Linked DNA regions of Mus musculus: regions 1, 2, 3, 4, 5 and 7 are each linked to region 6. A link is a contact called in public Hi-C, HiCAR-type and promoter capture Hi-C data. All regions are on one chromosome and are shown on one strand. Each heading gives the region's core, a stretch centred on a gene start, on an enhancer-like site or on the middle of the called end of the contact. The rest is flanking DNA. Distances are from core to core; before and after follow the strand shown.

What was found. Promoter capture Hi-C pulls out the DNA fragments that hold promoters and counts their contacts. Hi-C and Micro-C count contacts between places; a contact is called where the count stands out from the background. HiCAR-type assays count read pairs that join an accessible place to other places.
Region 1: a contact with region 6 is called in a Hi-C map of B cells, with 8 read pairs. The contact joins the promoter of Tmem169 here to the promoter of Bard1 in region 6. A contact is called at or near these places in 4 of 39 promoter capture datasets (the 3T3-L1 cell line, the C10 cell line, neutrophils and 1 more), 1 of 484 Hi-C or Micro-C datasets (B cells), 2 of 115 datasets of contacts at active chromatin or transcription factors (bone marrow-derived macrophages and large pre-B cells) and 1 of 9 other capture datasets (macrophages).
Region 2: a contact with region 6 is called in a Hi-C map of the G1E-ER4 cell line, with 3 times the contacts expected there. The contact joins the promoter of D230017M19Rik here to the promoter of Bard1 in region 6. A contact is called at or near these places in 6 of 39 promoter capture datasets (the C10 cell line, the HPC-7 cell line, cranial neural crest and 3 more), 6 of 484 Hi-C or Micro-C datasets (B cells, CD4 T cells, CD8 T cells and 3 more), 4 of 115 datasets of contacts at active chromatin or transcription factors (the 230-238 cell line, astrocytes, large pre-B cells and 1 more) and 1 of 9 other capture datasets (adipose tissue).
Region 3: a HiCAR-type map of astrocytes shows a contact between it and region 6, with 4 times the contacts expected there. The contact joins the promoter of Spag16 here to the promoter of Bard1 in region 6. A contact is called at or near these places in 5 of 39 promoter capture datasets (cranial neural crest, frontonasal cranial neural crest, hippocampal neurons and 2 more) and 2 of 115 datasets of contacts at active chromatin or transcription factors (astrocytes and thymic regulatory T cells).
Region 4: a contact with region 6 is called in a promoter capture Hi-C map of the HPC-7 cell line, with 6 times the contacts expected there. The contact joins the enhancer-like site here to the promoter of Bard1 in region 6. A contact is called at or near these places in 4 of 39 promoter capture datasets (3T3-L1-derived adipocytes, the HPC-7 cell line, hippocampal neurons and 1 more) and 1 of 115 datasets of contacts at active chromatin or transcription factors (astrocytes).
Region 5: a contact with region 6 is called in a promoter capture Hi-C map of pre-B cells, with 5 times the contacts expected there. The contact joins the promoter of Xrcc5 here to the promoter of Bard1 in region 6. A contact is called at or near these places in 6 of 39 promoter capture datasets (the 3T3-L1 cell line, the C10 cell line, the HPC-7 cell line and 3 more), 2 of 484 Hi-C or Micro-C datasets (pre-B cells and uterus), 2 of 115 datasets of contacts at active chromatin or transcription factors (astrocytes and large pre-B cells) and 2 of 9 other capture datasets (adipose tissue and liver).
Region 7: a promoter capture Hi-C map of pre-B cells shows a contact between it and region 6. The contact joins the promoter of Igfbp5 here to the promoter of Bard1 in region 6. A contact is called at or near these places in 2 of 39 promoter capture datasets (the C10 cell line and pre-B cells) and 1 of 115 datasets of contacts at active chromatin or transcription factors (large pre-B cells).

The regions. Positions count from the first base shown.
Region 1 is chr1:72,282,783-72,285,882 of GRCm38.p6, forward strand. Tmem169 (transmembrane protein 169) reads left to right here and starts at 1,591. Exons shown (of 3, transcript NM_175564.4): 1 at 1,591-1,684. It overlaps Pecr (peroxisomal trans-2-enoyl-CoA reductase), which reads right to left and starts at 1,539. Exons shown (of 8, transcript NM_023523.6): 1 at 1,311-1,539. The coding sequence starts at 1,434. It overlaps Gm51631 (a long non-coding RNA gene), which reads right to left. Exons shown (of 3, transcript XR_003947863.1): 3 at 1,716-1,966.
Region 2 is chr1:72,242,078-72,245,256 of GRCm38.p6, forward strand. It overlaps D230017M19Rik (RIKEN cDNA D230017M19 gene), which reads left to right and starts at 1,916. Exons shown (of 4, transcript NR_155355.1): 1 at 1,916-2,086. It overlaps Gm24497 (a small nuclear RNA gene), which reads left to right and starts at 2,136; the gene lies at 2,136-2,326.
Region 3 is chr1:69,825,492-69,828,272 of GRCm38.p6, forward strand. It overlaps Spag16 (sperm associated antigen 16), which reads left to right and starts at 1,479. Exons shown (of 17, transcript NM_029160.3): 1 at 1,479-1,630. The coding sequence starts at 1,513.
Region 4 is chr1:69,240,669-69,243,514 of GRCm38.p6, forward strand. No RefSeq gene overlaps it. Among named protein-coding and RNA genes, the nearest start is that of Erbb4, 130 kb to the left of the region's middle. Within about 2 kb of position 1,278, at least 95 of the 459 cell types and tissues checked have an H3K27ac peak or open chromatin away from gene starts, as enhancers often do. A contact at or near this core is called in the HPC-7 cell line and second pharyngeal arch cranial neural crest, where this site is marked.
Region 5 is chr1:72,305,766-72,308,790 of GRCm38.p6, forward strand. It overlaps Xrcc5 (X-ray repair complementing defective repair in Chinese hamster cells 5), which reads left to right and starts at 1,656. Exons shown (of 21, transcript NM_009533.2): 1 at 1,656-1,802. The coding sequence starts at 1,782.
Region 6 is chr1:71,101,355-71,104,473 of GRCm38.p6, forward strand. It overlaps Bard1 (BRCA1 associated RING domain 1), which reads right to left and starts at 1,618. Exons shown (of 11, transcript NM_007525.3): 1 at 1,314-1,618. The coding sequence starts at 1,453.
Region 7 is chr1:72,873,579-72,876,609 of GRCm38.p6, forward strand. Igfbp5 (insulin-like growth factor binding protein 5) reads right to left here and starts at 1,287. Exons shown (of 4, transcript NM_010518.2): 1 at 228-1,287. The coding sequence starts at 561.

The sequences.
Region 1 (3,100 bases), core at 341-2,840, 1.2 Mb after region 6:
CCAAGGTTCTGCAAATTTGCTGACAGAGGCCAAGATCCTGACCTTTGTACTAAACAGGTACTGGTTGATTTTTTTTTTTTTTTAATAATTCCTCCTCCCAGGGGAAGTTTCCTGGTGGAAGACAGGCTGGAAGTAATGGTAAAGTGCAAACTGCAATACTGTCTTGTTTTTTTTTTTTGCAGTGTACTGCTGATAAGATAAAGTCAATCATTTCTCCATGTATTTATTTCTTGTGTTAGTTCAGCATGGAATGTCAAGGCCAAATCATTTCTCATTTGTTCCACTTGATGTCAGATTTTTAAAAATCTACTTGTCAGGGCTGGAGAGACGGCTCAGCAGATAAGAGATCTGTCTGCTCTTCCAGAGGTCCTGAGTTCAATTTCCAGCAACCATATGGTAGCTCACAACCATCTGTAATGGGATCTGATACTGTCTTCTGGTGTGTCTGAAGACAGCTACAGTGTACTCATATACATAAAATAAAATTTTAAAAATCTTTAAAAAAAATCTACTTGTCAAAGCTCTTTGCACAATACAAGCGTCGTGTTGGAAATACTTTTCAAATATGCCTTTATAAACTTTGCACTCTTCCTTCTTACCCACATCTTCGAGGCAGGGTTTCTTTGTGAAACCTCGACTGACTTGGACCTCGATCTGTAGACCAGGCTAGCCTGAAACTCACAGAGATCCACCTGTCTCTGCCTCTTGAGTGCTGGAATTAAAGTCATATGTCACCACCACCTGGGAACAGTTTGCTTTGGGTTAAGAGTAAACCCAAAACCCGGACATGGTGGCGCACGCCTTTAATCCCAGCACTCGGGAGGCAGAGGCAGGCGGATTTCTGAGTTCGAGGCCAGCTGGTCTACAAAGTGAATTCCAGGACAGCCTGGGCTAATAAAAAGAAACCCTGTCTAGAAAAAAACAAAAAAAACAAAACAAAATAACAAAAAAAAGTAAACCCAAAGAAGATGCACATTCTCACATATTTAAATATTAAATGTAACTATTTTCTTCTTGATGGCTTCCTTGTGCGTGTGTTTACGTGATCATTCTAAGTTTAATAACTTTTCCTTTTTCTTGCTTTTAGCACAGGGGACGTGAGAAGAAAATCTGATCAGGGCCTCTCAACATTTCTCGGCTATTCGGAATAAAACCTCTGTTATTTCGTTTTCCCTCATTGCTCAGCTCTGCAGACCGGAGCTTTGCAACCTCTTCCCGGTCCGCCAGCACTCCCCTCTGTCTCTGAACCCAGTTTACCCGAGCTGGACCTCTGCGGACACTAGCCCAGCCCCAGAGGCCTGCTCACGTACCCAGGTGCAGGAGCTCCCGGGAGACGGCTTTTCCAATGCCTGTGCCCCCGCCGGTGACCACGGCCACTTGGTTCTTCAGCAACCCGGCCGCTAGGTAGCTCTGACCAGTCTTCCAAGAGCCCATGGCCACAAAGTGTCTGTCTCTGAGTTCTTGCTAAAGCTAGACCACGTGTTCCTCAGAAGTAGCTCTATTAGTAGCAGTCCTTGGCCACGTAACCAAACAGACCCCGCCCCTAAGTCCGCGTGGTCCCGCCTCAGGCCCCGCCCAGGCCCCGCCTTCGCGGCGCGCTAGGCCTCCTCCCAGAGCTGGACCGCTCCTGGCGGCCGCCCGCAGCCGTCTGCATCCTCAGCTTCCCTCCTGGGTCCCAGTGAAGGTGTGGGTGAGACTCCTCGTTCGATTTTTTTCATATTTATTTTTAAATGTCGGTGACATTGGGGGGAAACGACAGAGGAATGAAAAGAGAGTGAGAAAGAACGAAATGGGAAGGATATTTTCTGTTCTGAAAATCCAATCCTTGGGGCCATAGCTCCCACCGTTAATTAAAATTACATCTCCAGAGCATCTGTGTAGAGAAAGGCTGCAGGTCTGGGCCCTCGCAGTACCGATCTGCAACAGACATCTGGCTGTCTGGGCTTCAGCAGCTGTGTGCAGAGGGCTAGGAAGTGGGGAAAGGCTTAGGTTAGCTGAAGGGAAGCCATCCAGGTCCCAGATCCCTTCTTCTTCAGGGAGGGAGTCGAAAGGGAGGAGGGGGTGGGGCAGGAGAGGGCACACAGTTGCAGTTATCCACAGAGCCTAAATAATGAATGATTAAACAAAATGATTTTAGGCCACCCTCACCTCATTCTCAGTGCCCCACCCAGAAATGAAAAAAAAAAGCACCCTTCCATAGATTTGAGACCTGGTCCGTTTCATCTGGGTTATATAGCAGCAGATAAAGATGAATCGTTGCATGGTTCTTGTAAGATTCATTTCTAGGTTTATGGTTTTGGAACCTGCCTTTTAGCTCCTACCTTCAGCAAGGAACTTATCAGCTCCCAGTTGGTTCCAAGGAACAATTTATTGTTCACATTCTGTTTGTTTTGAATTAATTATTATTATTAATTTTTTTTTGAGACAAGGTCTCTCTCTCTATAGCCCTGGCTGTCCTGGAACTCACTATGTAGATCAGGTTGGCCTGGAACTTAAGAGATTCCCCCTGCCTCTGCCTACTGAATGCTGGGATTAAAGGCATGGGATACCATGCCCTGCCCTTCTGTTTGTTCATTTAAAAATTAACATTACATATGTGTGTGTGTGTGTGTGTGTGTGTGTGTGTGTGTGTGTGAGAAGACGAATTGCAGGAGTCAGTTCTCTTCTTGTACCGTATGGGTGCCACCAGGGATTGAACCCCATCATCAAGCGCAGCAGCAGCAGCCTTGCCCTCTTAGCTCTTTTCTGTTTATCTCTTTCCTTATGTCGGACTATGCTAGGTCATTGGTCTTAATCCAGGACAACAGTCTTTCTAACTTTGCCGGGGGTGCTCTGTTTTCCCTTTTCCAGTCAACAAATGCCATTTGTGTCTGTTTGGGGAGGTGGCGGTTGGAGCCACTACTTAAAAAATTCACAGAGAGAAGTGAAGTTAGACACTGGGTCTCTCGCACCAGCCAGACTGCAGTTCTGAGAGCACCTCTAGGCCCTCCACCTCCCTGGCCTTCTCTGACCTCTTTTTAGAAGCACTTCCCTCTCCAGCTTAGCTGCTGATGGATTCCAACCAGCACGCAGAAAGGAAGAGCTAAAGCTCTCTGGCTGT
Region 2 (3,179 bases), core at 666-3,165, 1.1 Mb after region 6:
CTCCTGTCAACCGTGCTTGCTCCGGTCCACCCACTTGCTCAGTCCCTGCTCACTCTGGCCCAAAGTTTTATTTATTATTATAAATGAGTACACTGGCCAGTACTGGCAAGAATAATGATCACATGTATCTGGTCTCAAATCGTTTCCCACCTCTGCAAGGTTAGCCCTACAATAGTAAGTATCCCGTGCCCTCCAAGGTCTCATTGAGGTATCTGACAAAAATTAAGCAAAAATTAATGGCACAGCCAGGCGTGGTGGTGCACTCCTTTAATCCCAGCAGAGGATTAAAAAAAATTAATGGCATACAATCTTAGTGACTGTTCTGTTGCTGCATCATGACCATGGCAACTCTTTTTTGTTGTTGTTTTGTTTTGTTTTTTTGATTTTCGAGACAGGGTTTCTCTGTGTAGCTCTGGCTGTCCTGGAACCCACTCTGTAGACCAAGCTGGCCTTGAACTCAGAAATCCACCTGCCTCCCAAGTGCTGGGATTAAAGGCGTGTGCCACCACCGCCCCGCAACTCTTGTAAGAAAAGTCATTTCATTGGGGCGGGTTTACAGTTTCAGAGATGTGGCCCAATCTCATCATGGTGTGGTGGGAAGCATGCTGGTAGGCTCTGGAACAGTAGCTGAGAGCGAATTCCTGGAGCACGGGCAGAAAAAGATTCTGGACTTGGCATGGGCTTTTGAAACCTCAAAGACCACACCCAGTGACACACTTCCACCAACAAGGCCACACCTTCTAACCCTTGTAATCCTTTCAAACATTCCACTGCCTGGTGACTGAGCATTCAAATATATGAGTCTGTGGGGGCCATTCTTATTCAAACCATCACTGGTACCTTTACCTAAAGGATTTAAATGCTAATGACAATCCATTAAGTAGTTGATGGTTACAAAGTGATTTAAAGTTACAAATATAAGAAAACACAACAAAATCTCTGTAATAGGATGTATCAGGATGGTGTTTGTGTTTGGCATAAGAGGTCCCAAAGCCTTGGGGGCAACTCTAAGCCCAAATCCTACAATATTGAGTACTTACACATAAACACATTTAGAAGTTTGGTCTTTTAGTATTTTGCCCTTTATATTTGGCAGATTGTCTTTTACTTGAGGCTGGGTCTCATATAGTTTAGGCTTTGCCTGATCTGGTCCTCCATTCTGCAATTTCCAGTGGCAGTGGTTGGAAAGCATCCTACCCAGCTTTATTCCCTATAACACTCAAAGAGGCACAGAACCAGCCCAGAGCCTACAGCTCTTCGGGGTAAATTCCTCTCAGGATTATGTCTGTCCTTAAACTGAAAATGATCTAAGGTTCTGGGTACCAAGGAGCTAATAAGAGTAGTGACTGTCCACTCTTCACTCCCACGTGCCAAACATCATCGATCCCTGCATTATTATTGCATTTGATGTTAACCATCGGTATTTTTTAGCCTGAAAACTGTAGAAAAGTTCAAAGACATCACACAATTTATTAAGGATTTCAATATATGACATTTTTTTTTTTTGGTCAAGATTTACTACAGTTTTTACCTAAGTAGGTTTGCCTTGACAACATTGTGAAAACACCTAACAGAAAATCACTAGCCTGCTAGACTCCCTGTGGAGCCAGCCTCTCAACAAGGGAAGATTGTCTTAAGACAACGCGAACTAGGAGCAGTAGGTCCACCCTTCAGCCACCGTCCTGCCTCAGAGTTTATCCAGTGCATCTGGCCGTGGACATGCCCCCTTCAGGTCTTTCTATTTCCGGTGGATTCCAAACCGCAATAGTCTGTGAGTCGGCCTGTGAATCGCGGAGGCCGCGGGGAAGAGCTGATTTGCACGTCCTGCCTCCACGCGAGGGGCGTGGCGACGTGCACAGGCCTAATTTGGGCTTGTGTTGTCACGCCCTTCGCGAGGGGGCGGGGCATGCAAATCATACTCGGCGTGCGCGCTCGGGAACGCCGGGAGAGCCCGGGTCGTGGACGTTGAATCTGAAGCCGTGGGTGCTGGAGTGGGAGTGAGGTGTGGAGGGCGCAGACGCGGATCGGAGGAGGAAGGAACCGCGGGGGAGGCAGGAAGTGAGGGTTGCGAGCGGTCACCACAAAGGTAATGTGTCTCACGGACGCAGAGCATGGCTGCGTGGTCTGTATTTGGTATCGCTTCTCGGCCTTTTGGCTAAGATCAAGTGTAGTATCTGTTCTTATCAGTTTAATATCTGATACGTCCTCTATCCGAGGACAATATATTAAATGGATTTTTGGAACTAGGAGTTGGAATAGGAGCTTGCTCCGTCCACTCCACGCATCGACCTGGTATTGCAGTACCTCCAGGAACGGTGCAACCCCTCTGGGGAACAATGTTGGTTAAATGTAAGACATTTAGGACTATTATAGCTCGTAAATACAGGCTGCAGTTACTTTTTCTGTCTTCTTTTCTACTTTGTAGTTACCCGGGTCTCGTTAACCCCTCTTTGATAGACCAGGCTGGCCTCTAACTCGGAAGTCCGCCTGCTTGCCGCCAGTTGATCTTTTTCTATTGCTTTACTTTTCTTATTATTATTCAGGTTTCATATTTCCACTACCAGGCTTTTCAGGCAGAGCAGCTCGCTTCTTTACTTTTTTACACAGTCTTTCCATCCACTGGTCAATAACTGTGATTAGGTGGGAAAGACTCTAAGGTTTTTATCTCTTTTTTTCCCCTCTGGGGAATAATGCTGGTTTAATAAGAGACCTAGAAATTAGGCCAACGTGGATTTCTTACCAACCTGTTAGTTTTACTGCACATCACTCTACATTGCTGCATAATATTCTACATAATGTCTAGCTTTTGATCTGGAAAGAGCTGTGAGGCTGTAAGGTTACTAAGATGGACAAGTTATTTTCAGCTTACTGTCACAAAACACTTGCTAGTTATGTAAGTCTGGTGGCATTAAAAACTCTTAGGCTTGCATAATTTTTCTGAAAGCTAAAATTTTGTTGACTGTTTATGCCTATGCTGATTTTCACAGCAAAGACCCGCTCTAGGTATGTTATTTTTGTACAGTAACCTATAAATAATGATTCACTGACAGAAGTTGTGTCAGAGTCCTAGATTCTTCTGAAATAAATTATTTTTAAAAGGATTTATTTATTTATTGTACATATATGAGTACTGTACCTGCCTTCAGACACACCAGAAGAGGGCATCAGATCCCATTACA
Region 3 (2,781 bases), core at 229-2,728, 1.3 Mb before region 6:
TTTGAGGCATCAGCAGTGCCTGACCATTCCGCACCCAGGCCACTTTTCAGGGTTCAGTTTACAGTCAACCATTTGAAAGATGAAGCCAGATGTAAGCCAATGGATCCCCCATTTTCAGAATTCCTCTTCTGTATTTTTGCTTCTTTGCATTGAATGGGCACTCAGAACGTTTGCTGTGAGCAAACTCTTGAACTCTTCAGATACCATTGTGACCTTTATTCTAAGACGCAAAACCAAGTGTAATGGAAGCAGCTCATATTCCTTATCTCTGTATGCTCTGAATAGGTGGCTAATGCTCTGGTGATTTATAGCTAATAACAACACTTGAGGCAGGTGACATTATCCTCGGGCCTAGGTGTGGCTGTAGACAGGAAGTAATGCAAACGGATTCCAACCTTCAGGTTCTTAGTCACCCCTCTAGAAGTTACCAGTATTTTTTTTTTAATTAAATAAACGTGAGCTTTTATTTAATTATCAACCAGAGTTCATTAAGGAATGTAGAATTAAAAAAGAAAAAGAATCTGAAAGATGGTCTTAATGATGCCTATGTATATACACTATATAAACCAGAAGTTTCTATCACAGCAATGAGACACATGATTGGACAAATTAGTCAGTTCTCTCCTGCCCCCTCCTTCTTGTCCTCCTCGCTATTCCTTCTCTTTCCCCTTTCCATCTCCTCCCTGCCCTTCTTCCCTGCTCCCTTCCCTCTGAGGTAGCTCATTAGTTCTTAACTACATGCCCTATCCCAAATATCACCTATTAGACTTTATGTTAGGGTCATAGGTAGCTCATAATTTTTTATGGATGTGAGTTTACCTCAGCAAAAATCAATGGTATAATTTGATACGACTGGGACTATTCCAAGTCCGTGTGTAGGAAGCCGCGGTCCAAACAGATGTCCACATAAAAGAATTAAAAGATTGCTAGAAAGGATGTAATAAAGGTGAGCACCCCTACTTTTCATTGCTAGGGGTTTAAGGAGCTCCTCAAAAATGGTTCCTAGAACTTTCCCCACTTCTTCTAGAAATACAGAGACAAGTATCCCACCTTTTCTTAAGTCTTCCCTTCCCCAGAAATATTTGAGGTTCTCTACACATCTAAAAATTGAGGACCGACTTTGGCATGTGATAAACAAAGAGTAAAGGAAAGCAATGAAGAAAAAGGAAGCCGAAAAGAATGGCGTTAAAGCAGGCAAGCAAGCAAGCAAGCAAGCAAGCAAGCAAGCAAGCAAGCAAGCAAGCAAGCAAGCAAACAAAATGAAAACAAAAACACCCAAACAAGTAGCTTGTGTAAATGTAATATGAGTCCCTGGTTCTGGGCTTCAGGTCTGCAGTCCAAGCTTCCTGGGGCGTCTGGGGTAACTAGGCAACGCGTTGCCGTAGTAACTGCGGACGCGCAGAGGGCTTGACCGGGGCCTTTTGGTGCCCCGCTGGTCGGGGTGAGGGGTCCCGGGTTCTCGCGAGAGTCGCGACGCCAGTCGGAGGGGCACCGAGGGGCGCAGTTGCAAGCATGGCTGCTCCGTCTGGGGTCCCGCCGCTGCGGGTGCTGGAGGAGCTGGGCATTGGCTTGTCACCCACCGGCGAGGTGACAGAGGCGGTGACCTCCGAGGGCGCCTACTACCTGGAGCGTATCCTTCTGGTGGCCTCCCGGGCGGGCTGGTGACTGACGGGGCCTGCGTAGGGGCTTCCTGTCGGGGCGTCTGTGGACGCCATTGATGGAGTGTCCATGGGACCTCCAGGTGGAGTCCTTGCCAGCCCAGCTCTGTCCCAGCAGAAGCCATTTTAGGAGTGTAGGCTCATCTGTGGTTACAGTCATGAGCAGAGTAGGGAAGCCTTCCAGGACCTTGTAATTTACACCCTGACTTGTAGGATGGAGGCAATTGGCATGAAGGTGGCACAAAAACTCTTCCAACTCTCTGATGAATGGTACACACACACACACACACACACACACACACACACCCTCAGCATACCTTCTTAATAACTTCCATCAGATACTGACATATTAAGGGAGATCTGTATGTACCTTTGGGCACCCTGTGGTCTTGTACCAGGTCTCTCCATAGGGTTGCCTACCTTCCTCTGTAGTTTCTTTCGGTTTTGGCTGTTAAGTGGTAGCACTGTAATACCCTGCCGCCCCCCCCACATTGGGCTAATAAATGTGTGTGGAATGAGCAGGCAAATGCTTGGAAAAAAGCAACAGATCATGATGAGCAGTTATGAATGTAGGTACCAGAAAAAAAAAACGAATAATTTTATATGTATAATTAGGTTCATTAACTCTTTTGTAAGTCTTTAGCCTTCTCTTCTCTAGATAGGAAATTCTGGATTAATGCTCAGTGTTTGAAAATAAGAGCCACATACATACAATAGATAAATGAAAAATGGCTATCTATAAAGATGTTAAAGACAGTAAAAAAATCTATTACTATTATTATTGGAATAGTTATAGTATGGGTTTTTGTTGTTTGTTTGTTTTGTTTGGATTGGTTTTGTTTTTGTTTTGTTGTGTTTTGTTTTGTTTTGTTTTGAGACAGGGTTTCTCTGTGTAGCCCTAGCTGTCCTGAAACTTACTTTGTAGACCAGGCTGGCCTCGAACTCAGAAATCCGCCTGCCTCTGCTTCTGCTGGGATTAAAGGCATGCGCCACCATGGCCGGTTTAGTATCTTGTTTTTAAATTCAAGATCTCATAGATCCAGCAGTGATTCATTTTGGGAGCTTTAACAGGCTCAGTTAAGCAGAAAATATGTAGTATTATATTGGATAAAAATTATTTTTA
Region 4 (2,846 bases), core at 28-2,527, 1.9 Mb before region 6:
CTGTCTGACCATGCTAGTGGAGACAGAGAAACAGTTAATATCGGTTTCAACAGGAGATCCCATCTCAGGGGAATAAGGCAAATACCTGAGATCTTTCTCTGCGCTTCCGTGGCACATACCGTCACACCACACACACACACATACCATATACATACACATGTGTTTGTGTGAACAAATGTACACACAATTCTCCTTTATATTTGATTGGTATATACTCTGATCTAATATTATCATTTTAAATGGAAATAAACATGTTTCTAATCTTGAACTTGAATATGTAATTCTTTAAACACTATAAATATTTCACTCTGACAAAGATGGAACAAAATTTACAAAAAAAAAACTGGATTAGATGACATTTTATCTGAAAATGTCAGCAACTGTGTGAAGCTTCACCTGAACTTCATATGTCTCTGTCATGAGCAGTACATGACACCCTAACATATGTATCCATTACCTTTTTAAATGAATATTAAAATAAAAATGATAAAGCTATGGATACTGCCCACAATTATATACTGTCTCCTGAGCATAAGACAGTATGCATAATTTATATAATAAATTACATTGTCTTAAATTATTCCTTTCACAGATAAAGTTGAGTGGTAGAAAGATTAATTATCCTATTTTAAAAATAAAAGTAACATAAATGACCAGAATAGAATTAAGATGCAAATATATAATTATTACTATTTTAATGACAGAGAATATGTAAGTCATCAAAATATGACACCATGTAAGTCTCTCTCTCTCTCTCTCTCTCTCTCTCTCTCTCTGTGTGTTTGTCTGTGTGTCTGTGTGTCTGTGTGTCTGTGTGTCTGTGTGTCTGTGTGTGTGTGTGTGTTTGTCTGTGTGTGTGTGTGTGTGTGTGTGTGTGTGTGTGTGTGTGTTTGGAGAATGGACCAGTGAGATGGCTCAGCAGTTGAAGGCACTTGTCACCAAACCTCAGTTTGTTCCCCAGGCCCCACATGGTAGAAGAAAAGGACTTACTGTGATAAGTTTTTCTCTATGGTCCATATTTGAGCTGTGGCTTACACACATGCCCTTACACACATACACAATAAACAGATAAATGGATAATAAATAATTAAATAAACATGATTTAATTTTTGAAAAGAAACAGACTTATGTGGGCAATGTGAAAATATTTAGATATTCCTTTCATTTAATTCTTTTAAACAAAGTAAAATCTTGAAAAACAGTTTGGTGTTCCCAGCAGACATGCAAAGACATCTCTGTCCACAAGGTGGCGGAAGCGCGCCGTGCACACTCTTGATCTTTTATTCCTTAATCCTTTTCATTCTGTGGTCATCTCCTTTTCTGTCATAAAGACCTCCCACTTCAAAGAGCCATTTTAGGCGGAGCTGGCTGGTCCAGAAGCCGTGCACATTCCACACAGAGCACAATGGCGAGTAGAAAAGTCTCAACAAATAACATTTCCAACCTGTTCACCAGCCCCTTCCGAGGAGCAGCCGTTACTCATCTCGACTGTGCCGGTCTGGACTTTCTGAGTCACAGTGTGGAGGATAATTCTGCATTTCTAGTTTTAAGACACGTTTTGAAGAATATACTTAGAAAATCCTTCACCTCGGTCCCAGGAGATGGCCACAGCTTTTTCCTGACAGTGAGTGTAGGTCAGAGGGGCTGAGTTTTGAGATGGGAGGGACCAGAAGAAAACCACTTTTCTTCACAACCCCCCCCAAAAGAATAGAAGACCCCAAAACATTTAATAATCACTGTTAGAGAGTTAATCTTTCACCTAAAATGTTAACCTGTGCCCTGGCTCTTTGACATCACACACCCCAGCTACTCCTACTAACACTAAGTTTCCAGTACCTCTATTCACAAGCTGTGTCAGTCACCTTAGGCAAGTTACCTCCACTCCTTATCTCTGTTTTCTACTTATACAAAACAGAGAAAATAGCAGAAGCCATCTCAGGAAATAACATAATTGAAATAATTCACATAAACACACCCCCACACACAAACACACACATACCCTCCTAGCACATCAGCACACAGTGTGGCTCTAACACATTTGTCTAGGGATCCTATATCCTATGCCTGGGAAAGGGTGGTGAAGGAGGAGCTGAGGCTGAGGCCGTGGAGAATTTAAGCAAATCTAGTATACCAGTGTTGTTCATTGGTGATGCCTAGTGAGATTTTTCTCGGAGGGTTATAGCGTTCAAGTGTGACACAGCTAAGTCACCTTTGAACTTCAGTGTTGAAATCTGGGGTTATCTCATTCAGGAAGAATGGCTTCTCTCTAGACAACAACTTGGACCCTAAGCTCCCGGGTCTCTGAATTCTATGGGTACTTAGTGCCTGTCTATCTGTGCAGGTTCTACATATATCGGTGGTTTAAGACTTGGTATCTTCAAATCCCCTCAAGTGCCAAAATCAACATGCAACCTCGCCATGAATGGATAGCCAACCTGTCCTCCTGCCTGTCAGCATCAAGGTCTCGCAGAGTGTGGTGAGATTCACCTAATACATGCTATGAACTCATCTTCCTAGGAAGTGAGGTATAATTTCAAGAGCTATAAAAACTTGGAAATTGGATTTCAGGCTTCGTTATTCCACTCAATAAGAACAAGTTTTTTTTAAGTATGAAGGAAAAATACTTCATTTGTATGTCTTTGTAAGCTATTTGACATAATTAAGCTAACAAAATAAGCATGATGAACACACATATGTCATACCCAAGTTCCTGATTTTTAAGAAAAGGATTCCCTAATATGAAGCTCTTTCTTATACAATAGTTTTTCTAATTATACAAGCACAGTGGTAAAATAAATCTGCCAATATTAGACAGGGTGGTAAAATATAATTCTGAGACTAATCTG
Region 5 (3,025 bases), core at 406-2,905, 1.2 Mb after region 6:
AAAAGAGAAGAGGGAGAGAGGAAGAGAAAAGAGAGACTCTATCCGAGATGGAACTATGACACAGCTTGCAAACATTCTCTGTGGTAAAGCCCTAGTAACTCTAAAGATGAACCATAGTAAAACTATAACTAGAAATAACGTTTCAGTTTCAAAAAATTCTCTAGTCTGAATAAAAGCATGGAAGAGTCCTCTGGGTGCGAAGTGTCTGTCTAGACACCACTGTGTTTATTTTAAAATTTTTATTTGTTTATTTTCTGTGTATGAGTGTTTTGCCCGTATGTAGGTTTGTGTATCACATGGGTGCCTGGTGTCCTCAGAACCCAGAAGAGGGTATGGGATCCTCTGGAACAGGAGTTACTGATGGCCGTGAGCTGTAATATGTGAACTGAACCCCAGTCCTGTTCAAGAGCAGCGAATGTATTTAACTGTTGAGCCATCTCTCGAACCCTATCAGCTTCGATTTTTAAACCTTCATTCCCTGAAGGCTTCTTCAAAAATTCTCCAAATCATATCAATTTTAGTGCCTGTTTTCTTGGGACCATTTTCAACAAAAGAGAATCTGATTGAACGTTTCCCACATTGAACAGAGGTTTGCAGACATTTTCCAGGTCTCTGGACCTTTTGTCCAACCACCTGCAGCTTGTGAGTCATTTTTGTATAGAAAACAGGCAGTTTCTGTGCAAGGGTTATCAGAAGGGAAGAACTGCAGGGCAATTTCCTTGCAAATGAGTGGTGAACACTCACGGGAATTGACAGCCTCCATCTCTAGAAAAGGGCATCTTTCCCAGCCACAGACACGCCAGGGTAGTAGGAAATTCTTCCCAGAGGCTAAGGTGTTTTAACCACTTTGTCTGTAGAGTTGAATGCCTTTCCTACTTTTTCTTCCTTTTTAAAGATTTATTTATTTATTTAATATATGTGAGTACACTGTAGCTGTCTTCAGACACACCAGAAGAGGGCATCAGATCCCATTACAGATGGTTGTGAGCCATCTTTTTCTTTTAACTCGGTGAACTCTCACTCTTCTCTTTGGACGTTGATCTAAGGTCATCGTGTTCATGGTTTTTTTTTTTTTAGTATCATATTTAGAAGGCCTTTAGAGGAGTTAAGTGACTTCGTGGATTCATCTTACACAGGGGACTTTTAACTCCAGAGTGCCAATACAAATTGCTAGCGAAAGGGATTATTATCAATTGAGTAATAGCAATTATTATTTTTTTTTTAGTTTTAAAAATCATGTATGCACGCGGCTGCATGTGGGTATGTGCATTGAGTGGAGGCCAGAAGAGGGCGTCAGATCCGCGGAAGGCTGATGTAGGTGCTGGGCTTTGAAATACCCTTGCGAAAACAGTACACATTCCTAACCTGGGACCCTTTCCCTTTAACCCCCTATTTACTTTTTTACTATTAAACTTGTTATTTTAAATTTATTTATTTACTTATTGTGATGTGTGGGACACGTGGAGATCAGAGGGCAACTTGTGGAATTGGTTCTTTTTCTCCACAATATGGGTGCCTGGAGCTTGAATGGGCTCGTCAGGCTTGATGACAAATGTCTTAGACGGCAGAGCCATTTCTCCAGCCCAGTACTGACTGGCTTTTAGCGGCTCAGAGAACAAAGCCTTGCCTAAGGAGGCAGGGAGAGAATTCTGCGCATGCTCAGAGCCCATGGCTTCCCCGCCTTGCACGCGGGACGTCTGGATCTGTGGGTTGCCCGGAACTGAGTTGCGACACTCTAGGTTTCCGCCCGGAAAAAGTAATCAAATCACCTGAGGACCAGCATGGCGTGGTCCGGTAATAAGGTACCGAGAGCAGGGCCTTTTGCCTTTCCTAAGCCGGGGATCTCTAGAGGGTGGAAGCTGTGGGAATCGCAGCTGAGTCAGCACTGAAGGATGGATGCTCAAAACGAAAGACTTGGGGTTCGGAGTTCTGCATTTGAGTCTTGTGCACCTTCACGCTTCCGAAATCCTCCCTCCTGCTTCTCCAGCCTCTCACCCTTCCCTCCTCCCTCGTTGCTTCAGTTTACTTTCTATCCACGCCACCTGCTAACACAGACGTCCTTTATTGCTTCCGAACCTGGGTTCTAAAAATCTTTGTAAGTTATCGAGGATAGATCCCCTACATGCCAGGCTCGTAAAACTTCAGAGGGGTTTTGTGATTCTGTGAATGAAATAACTCAAGGTGTAATATTACGTAATATTATGACCTTCATAATAATTTAAAAATCTCGAATTTATTGAAAGCTTACTGTGTGAGGCACAACTAAGCCCTTTATTCCTATTTAATTAAATCTTCACACCAAACCGTGAGACGACCATTATTACCCTTAGCTTGTCAGTAGGAGAACCAAGCAAGACATGAAGAACTGAAGTGATTAGAACGTGGTCACCCTTTCCATGAGTGGTAACATGTGAATGGGAATTCATTCGGAGCTCTGAAAGAAAAGCAAAACAGAATGCTCAATTTCTAAGAATCTATGATCTTAGAATCCTAGATTAATAATGGAAATTACTGTAAACTTTAGAGAGGTTGTTTTTGATCACTAGAGAGAGATGCAATGGCAAGGATCCATTCATTCGTTTAATACAAACAAGATAGGGGTTCAATAACGGAGCTCTGTTTTCCTCCACCCCCATTTGGGAATTTGATGAAATTATGAACCCATAATGATGTTGCTCGCTTCCTTTGTTCCTCTGCCTTCAGTTGCTGAGAACTTTGTAGCTCCCGTGAAGGACTTACTGTGGCAGATGTACTTGATAAAATTCTAGCAGGTTGTATTGCTTCAGTGTGGTAATGAAGAGCTGCAGTACCCTCCCAGTTTGTCTTCCCTGGTTTTCTTACTGCTTCCAAAGACTTTAAATTATCATAAACCATTCTTCCAGACCAGAATTTACACTGTCAAACTCTTTGATGCCTTACTCTGAATCTCTAATTCTTGACAAAAGACTCCCAGTCTTTTAGTGTTTGCTACTTTAAAAGTAGATTTGTGGCCGCCTATTAAAGGAACACAGCCAGCATATTTTGT
Region 6 (3,119 bases), core at 368-2,867:
TTGGGAAGGAAGCTTTGCTCACGAATGGGCTCTCCATACTCGGAACACTGTTTGGTATGTATTCATTACATGTTTATTATCAAATCTCAATATTAGCAAATTAATATGTGAATGAGCAAACCATTATTACTGAGGTACAGAGAAGACCAAAGATGTGGCTGGAACCTGAACTCATGTGGTCTGACACATTCTAAGTGGAAGAATATGTGTTTCCATCTGAGTTTAACTGTGGTTCAACTATTTAAAGCAGTGGTTGGGTCTCAACCTTCCCTGATGCTACAACCCCTTCAATATAGTTCCAAACGTTGTGGTGACCCTAAACCATACCATTCTTTTCTTTGCTACTTCATAACTGTAATTTTGCTACTAAGCTGGGTCTCCGTTCCTAAGACCTAAATGTGTGTCCCAGTGGTCGCGACCCACAGATTGAGATCCAACATGTGCGTCATCACTGGCCTGCTACTGCAACTAGAAGTTGAGTTTCCGATGTATGTCTACACCCAGGATGATCCGTATGCTTTAGGAAAACACAAGCAGAACTCAGAACGTGTTCATGTTAACAGAATCGCCACTCTCCTAAGAAATACAATGCCATTCTTTCAAATACTAAGAGTTTGTAAAAAAAAAAAAAAAAAAAAAAAAAAAAGAATAATTTAACGTAAGTGCAAAGTTTGTTGCCAGTTAACTTTAAAAAAAAAAAAAAAAGTTGCAGTTAACACTGTATTTGTAGTAAAGACTGAAGGCTTAACATTCGCTACTGCCAAAGAGAAAAAAGGGGAAAGAAGTATATTTCTTGGTAGTATTCGATAAACAGCCTCAGGTAAGAAAGTACCACTTAGGAGTGCATTTCAGACTGAATAAAATCCAAGAGAGGGCATGTTGGAGGATCAGTGGTACAGGGCCATAATCTAACTAAGTTAAAATTGCGATGCTCAACAAACTGCCATCGCCAAACTACCGGTCACCAGGTCCCTAGCCTCCCATTCCCCACGCCGAGCCTGCTACTAGAGAAAGGACCAAAAGGTCAGCCTCACAGGGGCTGTTGTGCCCCGCACGCAACCACGGGACCACGCTCCCAGAGGACCGAACTCCAGGACCCCAGCAGCACTAGCTCGGCTCAGCTCCGAGCGTCACCTTCGGGGAGTGACCAACGAGCTGCGCTTTGAGCCACGCCCCGAAGGCAGTTCTCCCGCGAAAATTCGAAAAGTGCCGTTTGAGTCATCTTCGTTGCAGGTGGCTGGGAAGCCACTCAGAAAACTCAGGAGTGGGACACGGAGGGACAGACGACACTAGGTCGCCAGGCCGGTCCTTACCAGCGGGAGCAGCGCAGCAGCTTCTCCAGGCGGGCAAGCGCCGCGCGGCTGTGGGCCCAAAGCCCGTCGGTAGCCGGCTCCATGGCGGGCACGGGAGCAGGCTGGTTCCCAGAGCAGACCCTCGGCGGCCGGCGTGGCATTCCCACAGAGGAGGGGAGGTCAGGTTTGCTCTAGCGCCGCACCCCGCTGGTCACCGCCGGATCCTGCTGCGTGCGGAGTCTCTGAATTGGTCGGACGCCTCCGGCTCGGAGGCTGAAACGCGGTAAAACTCAGAGATGGAAGGACCCGGCTTTAGGCCACGCCCTCAAGGCCTGAGGGCGGGGCTTTAGTAATGCGGTCCAAGTTCCGGAAATGGAGAGGCGAGGCTTGAGAGGCCACGCCCTCAGGAGGTGTAGGGCGGACCGCGGAAACCAAAGTGCCAAGGCGCGGGGTTGAGGAGGCGTGGGGAGAAGTCACCTAGGCCTGTGGCCCTAGGAGGCGGGGTATAGCGCGCTCAAACTTCCTGAGCGGGAAACTGAGCGGCGGGGCCTCAGGCCACGCCTTCAAAGAGGCGGGGCTCCCCATGGGTTTCATTCCCACCCCCTCTCAGTTTACTGAAACTGTGCTTACCTAGAAGTTGGATTCTAACCCTCCCATAGCCTCAGGAGCTTGCCGCTGAAGCCATCTACAAAGAGTGGCATTCAAGCTACTGTTGAACTTGGACAAGCTTTTCCCATGACAATAAAAGTACTACCCTTTATATAAGAAAGTTCTCTTTTTCTCCTTGCTGTAGGATATAAGAATCCGCTAAATACTAAGTTTCAATTTCACTTTTTAACTAGCTGTAAATATCCGACCAAGGGCATCTCTTAGAAGTTCTGGTGTGCTTTTAAAATATGATAAACTGCATAAAACGTTTTTGTTTGCTAGAGGGTCTACCCTCCCCGGGGATTTTTTTTTTTTTTTTTTTTTTGAAACGGCGTCTGTTTGCCAACCTAGCTTAAACTGTGAAGCTAAGGGTGACCTTGAACTTCTCAGTTTGCGATCCTCCACCTCTGCGCGATAGGGGATTACAGATATGCACCACCACGCCCAGCTTACATGGTGCTGAACTGAGTTTAGAGCCTCCTTTATGCTAGAAGTATTCTACCAGCCAAATCCATAGACCCTCCTGCGGATCTGAATATTAACACTGGGCAAGCACAGCCCGCCCTCTCCACAGCTTCCAACCTATGAACACATTCTTGCATATCCCCTTTTATTTCTCTGTCTCTGCTTAACCGCCCCAGCTGCCTCTGTTTACCTTAAAGTTGTTCCTTCTTACTGGAATCCACACATCTGCCTAGATTGCCTCCCATCCTTAGGCCTCACTAAAGATATACAAGACATTACCAAACACAAAATTAGTCTTGGCACTACCCTGATTAAACTCTAAAGGTGGAAAGGCCTGGAAGGTCCTTTAATCCCAGCACTAGAGGCATGGAAATGGGGGGAGGGGGGGGGAAGAGCAGGTGGATCTCTGAGTTCAAAGCCAGCCTAGTCAACAGAGTTCTGAGACAGTCAAGACAAACCCTATCTCAAATAAATAAACAAACAAACAAACAAATAAAACTCTAAAGCTATTTCTTTGATGAGATATGAGGCCTATGCCAACCTGGGAAAGCATGCCATTATTCTCCCGTGGAGCTTTTCTTCATCAAAAGCCTAGGTCCAGCTGCCTCTGGGCTTTTACACAAAGATTCACTTTGGAACCTGGAATTTTCCTCTTAGGCAGTACTCCTTCAGATCTCAGCTCAAACATCAATGCTTGAAAGGTTTTCCTGATCC
Region 7 (3,031 bases), core at 37-2,536, 1.8 Mb after region 6:
ACTGGTAGAGACGGTTAGACAGCCGCCTAGGATAGCTTGCTCTGCCAGGGATTCAAGTGTGAGGTGCAAGGACCCACCCCATCTACTCTCAGGAGCTACTAGGGTCTAAGCCACTTGCTGCGCGCGCAAAGCGCGCGGGTTCCCAATCGGTCCCCGGTCCCCACCCATCCAAGGTGCCTCCCTCCCCAGCTCCTGTGCCGTGCAACTGAAACCCCAGTAGCGCTCACCTATCTTGGTTTGCTCGCCGTAGCTCTTTTCGTTGAGGCAAACCCCGCGGCCGTGCAGCAGGGCGTGCAGCGGCTTCTCCTCATCCTGCCGGGGGAGGCAGCGCAAACCCTGGGCGCAGCGCTCCGTGTAGACGCCACACGACTGTCCCTCCGCCAGGGCGCAAGTCATGCAGCAGCCACAGCCGGGCTCTTTGACCAGCTCACAGCCCAGAGGGCTGGGGGGACACATGGACAGAGCTTTCTCGTCGCAGGGTTCACAGTGCACGAAAGAACCCAGGCCTTGAGCCGGTACGGCATAGGCGGCCAGCAGCAGGAGGACCACGCTGATCACCATTTTCTCGGAGTCTGGCTTTACCTCGGGGCGGGGCAGGAGAGCGAGAGTGTGTGGAGAAAGAGGGAGCCTGGAGATTTTTTTCCTTTTAAATCTCTTGCAGGTAGAGCAGGTGCTCTCCCCCAAACACTTGCAAAATATGAGGCAAGGAGGATTCAGATGCCTGCACGCAAGTCCCAATTGCGAGGATTAAAGACTTGCAACAGGTTGGGGGTGAAAAAAAGAGGCGCGCCAGGTGCACGCAGAGCGAGCGGAGACCGTAGAAACCCCCAGGCGGGATCGGGTCAGAATTGGGGGTGGTGGTGGAGAGAACCACAGAATTGCTCACTCCAAAGCAACAGAAATAATTAGCTTGGAGGCCTTGAAAAGGGAGGAGGTGAAGAAAAAAATGGATTGGGCTTAATTTTCCCCCCTTTGCTTAAAATCTAAAACGCAACCCCACTCCGCTCGGTCTCAGCGGCCAGCTGCGCTGCTGCCGCAGAACAGGTAAGAGGCGTCGGCGGCTGACAACAAGATCGGGAAAATGTTGAAATCGAGGGGGGAAAAAGGGCAAAAACCCAGACCTCACCAAACCTGGACCCCAACACCTGCTCTGTCACCACCTCTTCGAAACCCGCAGGTTCTGCGTGAAGTCCGGAGAAGGGTGCAGACCGAGGGGGGGGGTAACAAAAAGGAACAAAAAGGGGGAAAAAAGCCCAAACAGCTTTGCAGCTCTTTCCTAGCTCTTTTAGAAGTTTCCAAAGAGACTGCGGGCTCTGGTCGAGCAGGCGCTTTTAAATAGACGGCCCCTGGCTGCCAGCCAGTTGTAGCTGCAATTTGAGCTCCCCAACACCCAACCCATGCAAGGATGCCAAGGAGCTTTGCAGCGCAAACTCACACGGGGTGGGGGTGGGGAAGAGAGGCCTTCTAGACACGGGGGCTCCCCTTCGCTCCCTACACAGAGCCCTCCTCCTCACGGAATGTACGGAAAGGGCTTTGGGGGGGGGGCGAAGACAGGCGAGCTACAGAGGAGAGTAGGGAGAAGGTGGAGGGAGGAGTGGATGGCAGTACTCTTCAGAAGCTGGGTGAATACAATGGAGCGAGTCTGTTTTCCGACAACTAGCCCGGACACTGGCTGTTAGGAGTCACATTTTCTTATTAGCCGTGTATACCCTGCCCAAGAAGTCCTTTCCAACTTTAGAAAAAAAAGTGTCTAAGAGACCACTGAAGGTTTGTCTGTCTGTGTGTTTGTGTTTGGAGGACAAGTAGTGTACAGTAGCTGGTGAGGGGCATTGAGATAAATTTAAAGAGAAAAGGAGTGCGGGCGCGTGTGTAGACCCCTCCCCCATTAAAAGGGGCAGAGGGATTATGGCAAGGGCTTGTCATTATTGTTCTGGTGGGGTACTGATTTTAGTTAAAGCCAGTGGTCATTTTCCTTCACCTATATAGATGACCAGGGAATCTCTCTCTCTCTCTCTCTCTCTCTCTCTCTCTCTCTCTCTCTCTCTCTCTCTCTGAGTGTGAGCGTGCTATGTGCACTTTCAAGAAGGGATAACGCCCTCCACCCCACCCCCCTCCCCAGCTTTGTTGGGAGTAGTGACTGAGACCCTGGAGGAAATGCTGTGGGTTGTCAGTTTTATCTGGTGTCCTCATGGACACCTTAAATGTCCTTTTAAATGGAAGGAAGGTAGGATAAAGTGATAACCTTCTTGGGTTGACAATGAGGCATTTCTGTGGGGTAGGCAGATCCTGGAGTGAGCAGGTACCTCGCTGCAGGAGACCTTGTTTAAGGGTTAATATGTACCAAGGTAGCATCCTGGAGCCTGCACGTGAGAAATCCTCACCATGCCACAGGAAGCCCCAGATCGCTAGTCAGCACTAGGGACCATTCTTCCCTTAGGAAAATGAAAGAAAACCTAATTTTTGAAAGAAGGAATATGATGGCTTTAGCTTTTTTTGTTTGTTTTAAAAATTAATTTGACATGATAGGTGGTCTGTAGACTGCCCACCACAGGTAAGAAAAGACATGATCAAGTGATGGTCTCTGGGGAGTTCTTGGGGGCAGGGCTTTTGCCCTTTCTCCAACTCTCTTCTTCCCTTGCTCTGTTCTTTTAGAAAAAGGGGCTGCATTTCATGAATTTTGCCACTAGACTGCACCCTTATCTATGATAAGAATTCTTGCTGGAGGACTGCAATATTGAGAAAATATTTCCCTTGCTGGCTCCATTTGGGAGCATCTCCCCGGGCGCTGTTCACACTCCCAGATTCTGATCCAGATTCTCGGTTCTCTGCCAATAGGCACATTTTAAGACAGGACCAAATCTTAAAGGTGTCCTTTTACACCCATTGCCAGGGCAGTTTTATTGTGTTGGTGGCTAGCAGAGGGAAGAAGAGCTGTGTGCACCAATGTACCCCCACACCCCCCAAAAAGGCAGGAGGGTTGGTTGGTTCCAAGAGCCTGTCTCTGCTGTTGGAGGGCTTGGGAAAGCAGGGA